Regions from separate parts of the Cyprinus carpio genome. Here region 1 is linked to region 2. The links are chromatin contacts, called in public Hi-C maps. All regions are on one chromosome and are shown on one strand. Each heading gives the region's core, a stretch centred on a gene start, on an enhancer-like site or on the middle of the called end of the contact. The rest is flanking DNA. Distances are from core to core; before and after follow the strand shown.

The links. Hi-C and Micro-C count contacts between places; a contact is called where the count stands out from the background.
Region 1: a contact with region 2 is called in a Hi-C map of liver, with 6 times the contacts expected there. The contact joins the promoter of LOC109046893 here to the enhancer-like site in region 2. A contact is called at or near these places in 6 of 8 Hi-C or Micro-C datasets (liver and skeletal muscle).

The regions. Positions count from the first base shown.
Region 1 is chrB4:5,023,500-5,027,859 of ASM1834038v1, reverse strand. It overlaps LOC109046893 (non-muscle caldesmon-like), which reads left to right and starts at 3,007. Exons shown (of 17, transcript XR_006154615.1): 1 at 3,007-3,143.
Region 2 is chrB4:4,984,793-4,989,168 of ASM1834038v1, reverse strand. LOC109046893 (non-muscle caldesmon-like) reads left to right here. Exons shown (of 17, transcript XR_006154615.1): 9 at 834-974; 10 at 2,887-2,930. Among protein-coding and RNA genes, the nearest start is that of LOC109069510, 13 kb to the right of the region's middle. Within about 2 kb of position 3,053, at least 2 of the 8 cell types and tissues checked have an H3K27ac peak or open chromatin away from gene starts, as enhancers often do. A contact at or near this core is called in liver, where this site is marked.

The DNA.
Region 1 (4,360 bases), core at 1,758-4,257, 39 kb before region 2:
AATCTGTGTATTCAGCTGAACTAGACCAGTGAATCAATACCTGTGGTGGACTGGAGCTTTAGGATATGTGTATGTGGATATGAGTAGTTAACATTAAATTTAATTTACTTAACAGAAAATTAAAAAAAATAAATAAATAAAAATAATGATTTTATATTAATTTTATGACCTCACATTATTGACAAGCTAAATGGAATATTTCCACACTGAATTTTTTACTTCGTATAAATTTTTCGTTCTTGTATTGATATTAAATTTAACATATGATTATTGAGGTATTGTTTGTAATAAAATTGTAGACATGAAAAACAGTTAAAAAACTGTAATAGCATTTTCTTGTAAAATGTACTTTATCATTTTTTTAGTTTTCTTTTTTACAAATTAAAAAAAATAATTTTAAAGTGTATTTTTTATTTGTGAAATAATAAAGAAAATGGGGTGCACTTTACCTTTTACATGCATTTACATTTTACCTAATTTATTTATTTCATTTATATATATATATATATATATATATATATATATATATATATATATATATATATATATATATATATATGTGTGTGTGTGTGTGTGTGTGTGTGTGTGTGTGTGTGTGTGTGTAGATATGTTGTGTGGCAAGTACCCATATGCTGCAAGTTTTTTATTTGTCCAAACACATCAAAAAGAAAAAAAGCACCATCTAAATGTTTTTCAAGTTGATCAAAGTTATTTTGAAAGCTTTGTGCATAATCTTAAAGCATGCAGTATCTTTTTACCATCCTATTAATGCAGGTTTCTCATTTTTATGATTAGCAGATGGATTTGGTTTAGATTGGATACAGATGCTGTCTCTTTGGCAATGTTAGATGCACATTGTTCTTCCTCCCTGGAAAATGACTTCCAAAGGTTCACTGTATCCTGCCACACTCTTTTTAATGCCAGGAAGGTTTAGGATCAATGTGAGAGAAGTTCAGAGATCAAGGAGAATCATCAGATTGTTCTGTAACGTCCTCGGTTCACCGAGTTGATAACCGAGATGCTGAATACTTCATCTTCTGTATATTAAAATCAACAGGTGATACCTTGTACAGTTCATTATTTATAGTAAAAAATTTAAAAATGTCTCGCTTGGTAAGTTATTGAAGTTTAAATCTTCAGTGTCCACAAGCACGAGGCCATTAGAGATGAAGAGTCATGTGAAATCACATCCTGAAAGATATAAAGCAGAGCAGATATTAGCACCCTGGGGTTCACCTACAATTCTCTGTGATGTTAAGCTCTCGATGCTTCAGACGTCCTGGTTAAATCAAGTTCATGTGCTCCCATAGAGAGAGACAATCTTTAGATATTCCCTTTCTTAGTGCAAGTTGAGGCAAGCGGCTAATATTTTCAGGAACTCGTATTAATATCTGAGGTCATCTCAGGTCTTTTCCTGATGTTATAAACCAGAGTACATTATAAAAGTAAACTTCTGAGATCTTCAGGCAAATATAGTGCAGGCAAAGCCCTCAGATCAAAGGACCAAAAATGTCTGGCAACTTCTCCTGTGTAACCAAATTACAGGCAAAGCAATCGACATTTGACTGCTCTCGGTTTCCAATTCATGGGAAAATACTGGGAGATATTTTCCTCACACTTTGAGGTGAAGCACTTCTGTTTCACCAGACTCATGTGTAGAACTAATAAATCCTAATTTTCCTTCGATGGCGTTCGCTTGATTTATTTGCCAGAGTTCAAGAATGCAATTTTCAGCCATTCTTTTTAATGTTGCCAGGACACACACACACACACACACACACACACTGACCTCAGTTCTAATACTGTGGTCTGATTCTCACACAATACACTTACACACACATTTTTGGTCAAAACATCCTTGAATGTACCCTAGTATAGAGGCTCAGCCTTTTATTTTGGTAATCATATTTATTTTTTGAGGTAATTAATAAATGACCTCATCAAATAATAATAATAATAATAATAAAAAACTTTACAGTTAACTTTTTATTGATTAGGGCTACATGATTACTGAATTATCATTGGGATTATTGAAGAGTTAAAATGCCAGGCCACACAATTATTCCATTCAAATTAATGTAGGCTAATAAACGAGTTAGGGCAATAGTAATCCAAAACAAAATGCAGTCAGCTAAAATGTGTAATGTAAAATATACGTTAATAACTACTATTATTACTAGGTTAAGTGAAACTGGCGTTACTTTCATGTCCCTCGTATCACGCCGCGCTCACTCTGTCAACTGGTGACATATAGAGTCTCTAGTGTTACCTATTACCTTGAAACTACCTCAGATAACTTAAGTATTAAAATATTACTGTAAATAATATTCTTGAAGTTTTCCTCTTGTTGCTAAAACCGACTTTTTTTGTTCATTGTAATGGACTATTTTTCTTCGCGGAAGCGTTAAGGTAAGCAATTTACATTTATGCATTTAGCAGACACTTTTATCCAAAGGGACTTAGAGTGCATTCAGGCTAACAATTTTTTTTTTTACCTAACACGTGTTCTCTAGGAATCGAACCCACAACCTTTTGCGCTGCTAACGCAATGCTCTACCAAATGAGTCACAGGAACACTATTAAAATTTAAAATCAAATCAGTATGTCCACGTATGTACTTAGTTAGTGCGTGCCATTTAATAAGCGCAAAATAAACCCCTTCAGGACAACGTGACCATTGTTTGGTCAAGGTTGCTGTCAAATATCAGTTTTCCCATTTTTTCAGCTGCAGGCATAACGTTACTACATATAATAAAACAGGATATAATGAGTTTGAAAGTGAGGATTAAGGCACTTGTGTTATATATTTAAGATTTTACTTTCCTACATTAAATAATAAGTTAATAAGAATACTATAATTGCAGTAGTGTTCGCTTCTTCGTTGAGAGTAAGGATATTAAATCGTGTTACCAGTGCTTCAGACGAGTCTGGATCTGCATCTGTAGGCCTACTTTCGGCGGGTGAAGAAGGCGGAGGTCGGATGGAGTGAATGGCTTCTAAAGGGAGGAGCTTCCCAAAGTCTCAGAGTCCTGTTACAGAGCGCTGGAGATTTTGGGAGTGAAGGAAACAGCTCAAGTCATTTTCTCTTTGCAGGTTTCTCCGCACATCCAAAGCACGCACACTTCGTTCGCCTCAGCGCGCAGGTGAGTTTTACCGTCACCGCCAGATGTTTGGACGCGAGTTTACTAACTTTACGCACTTATTAGCAACTCTTCCTCCTTGCTTGATAAAACATTAACCATTTGTCGTCAGTCTCACTGAAGTCTTTTGTTAAAAATAAACGTGGCTTATATTGCATGCATTTTATAGTAGCCTAGGCTATGTTGAATATTAGGCTATATGTTAGTTTGCACTTTTAGTGTAATTCAGGTTTGGAATACATATAAATATAGGCTACTTGTGCATTGATGCATGTTGATTGTTATTTGAGTGTTTGAGAGTTGTTCATTTAAGTCTCTTAATCCTATTTCTTGTCCCCTTTCTATCCACACCCACCATTTGCATACTTCTTGCATCTTATTTACGAATCAGCCTGGATTTCTTTCCTCTACACAAGCCAGCATCTCTAGAAAAATGCCTGGGTTGATTGACAGCTGCCAAAATTATATATAAAAAAAAAAAGGTGTTTTGATACTCTTTTGAACCGGACTGGATTGGTTTTAAGTGTGCTTTGCTGCAATAAAACTTTTATTGCATCAAACTCTTTTAGGGATCTTCAGCTTTTTTGCATCTTTTTTGAGAGATTCTGCGTAAGTAACCTCTTCTTAAGCATCCCGTAGTCTACATAAATAGGAGCTACTGTCCCATGTCTAGATTTAGGGATTCTGCTGTAACCCATTAAGATTCTCCTTGGTATCGTCCAAAATGGATTTAAAGTTTTCTCTGGCTGCCCGCATCTCCACACTCTCTTCTCGAAATATTTGTGGCGTGGAATCACCGGCCATGAACATTCTTATATTGTTTAATTCATGTCTGTTGTGGGATTTGGGACGGAGCTGAGGGGGTGGGGGGTTTAGACTGGATGCTTTGGGAAATTTCTCTTCTGGGAACCATTGAGTGCTTGTTTAACTAAAGCGATGCATTTATGAAGCTTCTTGATTGTTGCTGTTTGCGTTTTGGCAGTGAACCCGTAAATCCCGACCGGCAAAGAATGCAAGCTCTGTACTTATTGCAAACTGTTAAATTAATTTTATGGCCCCGTTTATTAACACAACCGCACAGGCCAGGCTTCTACGCCTACTGTAGGGCAGCTGCGCATTCGGCTGATTCAGCTTACAATGTGCATGCAGCTTAGTACAGAATCTGTCAGATTGTGACTCGGGACCTTGTTTTATTGCTCTGACCTTTAGATGTACGAGTT
Region 2 (4,376 bases), core at 1,804-4,303:
AAATTGCAATAATATTTCACAATATTGCTGTTTTTACTGTGTTTTTTGATTCGAAGACTTGGTTAGCATACGATATTTTAAGAAACATTTAAAAAAAAATCTTACCAACCCCAGACATCTGAACAGTAGTTTTTATACTATACATTGCACTCATTGCTAAAAAAACATCTAAAAATGGTTTAGTCTAATACAAGTAAAATGGCTATTTTACCCAGTATTAGTGAGTACTGTGTGCTTTTATGCTAAGAGTATCATATTGTTATCTTAGCTTTAACAGTAATTTGATATTAGGCAACCTGTGGCTGTGGTGTCAATTATCTATGAAACTCTTGTGCTCACAGTATCAGTATTGAACCCCGTCGTAATTTAAACGAATTCCACATCATTTACATTAACATTAGTGCGATCGCACCCTGTGTGAGTTCCACATGACTGCACATGAGCTTCAGAAACACAGCCGTCCCTCCTCGTGGAGGCCTGCTCCTAGCATTGTCATGCAAATATGTTCCTTGTTCCTAATAAACAGAGGCAGTAAATGAAAAAGGACTAATTAGAGATTAGAGGGCCCCGTGCTGATGCTAGCGGGCCGTGCCAAAAACCGTGGTGTAAATAAAAAGGCTTCTTTATGATTCCCCAGCTGCTGTGGAATGCGGGCGGCTGCCAGTTCACGTTACGCTTCCGCAGAGAGACCGTCTTCGTTCTGTTGTTCATTTGTCTCGTTATCGTTATCAAAAGGACATGTTCTGGGATCCCAAGTTAGTCTGCTGGTGGTGTTTTTGTGTGTGCCGTCTCTCTGTTTGAGGTGATGAATGTGCGTTTATTTTATTCTTCAGGAGGAAAAGAGGAGGATGAAGGAGGAGATCGAGAAGAGAAGAGCAGAGGCGGCCGAGAAGAGGCAGAAAGTGGAGGATTTTGTGGACGGAGAGGCCAAGAAGCCCTTTAAGTGTGTCAGTCCCAGAGGATCCTCACTGAAGGTCAGCTGCTGCCCTCTCTCTCTCACCCACATACACACACACACACACACACACACACACACACACACTGTCCCCATGATAAAGCAATTATCTGCCATATCTTGTAAACATAATGAGGAGGACAACAGCTTGATGATTGTGTGTTGATGCAGCTGGTGTGCACTGAAGCTTGTACGTGCTAGTTTAAAGGGAATGACCCCCTTTGTTACCATTTTCCCCAAAGTAACATAGTTACTAGAGTTATTGTTTGTACTTAAAAAAGTAATATGGTGTTAGCCACTTCTGTCATCAAAATTTGAAATTAAGCTTTAAAAAGCTTCTGAAGGAGATCTTATATGAATTTCATAATTTATATAATTGTAATGACAAGAATGGATATGAAATATTTTTCAATTTGTGAATAATTTGTATGTATTCTTAAATCTGTTTTTATTAGACATTTATTTTAATATATTATATCCTTAATGATAACTGTATTTCAGACATTTTTCTAATTTCCTGAATATTTTTATGTATTTCTAATTATAAAATAATTATAGGCTATTATAATTAATATGTAATAAATATAAATCATATATAGTATAAATTATAGTTTAATTATTATGTTATCATAATATATATATATATATATATAGTATAATATGATATAATTCTTGTATATTTATAAATACATACAAATTATTCAAGATTCAAAATGTTTGATATATTATATTATATATACAAAAATAATGTAATATAATATAATATAATGAACCTAAAATGTATACTTTCTCTTATAAATGTAAAAATAATGCAAGCACTAACTACTAGGCCACGTCACTGACAGATCTCAATCTTATTTATTTATTAATTCACAAATAAATGTAGTAACTATAGTATTTTGGTGGACACTGTGCTTACCATGGTAAAAAATATATTTTTTTAAAGTTTTATAAATGACATACATTTCTTGTGCTATCTACTTTGTAATATCTGTGCTGAAAGAAAACCCTTTCCTTCTATTCATCATGCGCAGATGATACGTTCACAGATCTGCTTTGTCATCATGTACACTGTATGTACTGCATGCTGTGTGATGCATTTGTGTGATTTAAACTCCTATTTTGTGGTAGACAGATAAGTTTAATATTAAACCGCTGTAATATCAGCCATAATATAGGTTATGGATTATAACAAAATAATAATTTGTATCACATCACTATATTGTAGTTGTGGTGCTCTTTGATGCCATACATCTCATTTCCAAATTCTTTTCCTGGTTTTTGCATGTTCGAATACGGGTTTCCTGTCATCAGTGGTTTTTCAAAGACAGTTCTTTTCTTCCCTTCCCTTAAGAATCCATCTTTTACAAAAATACAAAATGGCGCAGCTGTGTTTCTGTGAGATAAAGCCGAGCTGCGCTCCTCAAGACGTGAACTCTGGGGGGACGCAGGAAGACCATTAGACTAATAGGATTACTGTAACCGCATTCTAACGGAGCTGTTTCAAACGTGCCTGAGAATGGGGAATTTCCTGCTGAGGAGTATTTTAGGAACTCCCACATTCAGTTGGAGGGGGGGTTGGGTGGGGGGGTGGATTTTTGCGAGATGCTTTTGGGCTGTGTATGTGTGTTTTTTGTTTTTTTTTTGTTGTTGCTTTTTAGGAACTCTTTGCCCTGTTTTAGTATTTTTTAAACACAGGCCACGGTTCCCACAGAGAGAGAGAGAGGGCTGAAAAGGGCCCTGCTTTTCCTGGCCCCGTGTCAGTTTCATACTGAAAAGAACAGGCTAGTCTCTTGCCTCTCAGAATAGCCAAGTCTGACATACAGTCGCATCTGTGTGTGTGTGTGTGTGTGCATTTTTACGTGTGTGTTCCTCATGACCAAAGCAGTGACCTTTCTTAAATCTATCCATTGTTTGATTTCTCTTCCCAGATCGGTGAGAGGGCAGAATTTCTCAACAGATCAGCACAGAAGAGGTGATCGCTTCTACTTTAACTCCTCGCAGACCTTTCTTGAAAACATGTTATTCAGCTTCTATACACAAACGTTTCCATAAGGGGACAAACAATAAGATTAATTACATCAATTAATAATCTGAAGTATTCAGAGTACTTTTCGGGTTGGATAAAGAATGTTCTGCTTTCAAAACAAGTTGTGGCACGTAGTTGATAACCACAGACAATTATGTTGACTCGTCCCTCATTCAGTGATGCAACTGTTTACATTTTGTTGTTAGCACATAACCGTTTGCCTTGAACAGCAGTCCTACCTCTGAAAGAACAATGTAGACAGCTTTACTGCCCATAGAATTCCTATTATTTAGTAATATTAAAGGTATTTAGCAAAAAAATAGGAGGTAATCTGTCCATCCACCCATCACCATATGCATCTATCCGAAATACATAATTTTGTAAGAAATATTAATATACTAATATATTAGTGCAAATCAAAATATCTATTAGTCTCTCCTTCTCAATATATCTATCTATCTGTCTGCCTGCCTGTCTGTCTATCTCTCTGTCTGTCTCTATCTATCTGTCTGTCTGTCTATCATCTCTCTGTCTGTCTGTCTGTCTGTCTATCTGTCTGTCTGTCTATCTATCTATCTATCTATCTATCTATCTATCTATCTATCTATCTATCCATCTGTCTGTCTCTCTGTCTGTCTGTCTATCTATCTATCTATCTATCCATCTGTCTGTCTCTGTCTGTCTATCTATCTATCTATCTATCCATCTTTCTGTCTCTGTCTGTCTGTTTGTCTATCTATCTATCATCTCTCTCTCTGTCTATCCATTTGCCTGTCTCTATCTATCTATCTATCTATCTATCTATCTATCTATCTATCTATCATCTCTCTCTGTCTATCTATCTATCCATCTGTCTGTCTGTCTGTCTCTGTCTGTCTGTCTGTCTATCTATCTATCTATCATCTCTCTCTGTCTATCTATCCATCTGTCTGTCTGTCTCTATCTGTCTGTCTGTCTGTCTCTATCTGTCTATCTATCTATCTATCTATCTATCTATCTATCTATCTATCTATCTATCTATCATATCATCTCTGTCTGTCTATCTATCCATCTGCCTGTCTGTGTCTATCTATCTATCTATCTATCTATCTATCTATCTATCTATCTATCTATCATATCATCTCTGTCTGTCTATCTATCCATCTGCCTGTCTGTGTCTATCTATCTATCTATCTATCTATCTATCTATCTATCTATCTATCTATCTATCTATCTATCTATCTATCTATCTATCTATCATATCATCTCTGTCTGTCTATCTATCCATCTGCCTGTCTGTGTCTATCTATCTATCTATCTATCTATCTATCCATCTGTCTGTCTCTGTCTGTCTGTCTGTCTATCTATCTATCTATCTATCTATCTATCCATCTGTCTGTCTCTGTCTGTCTA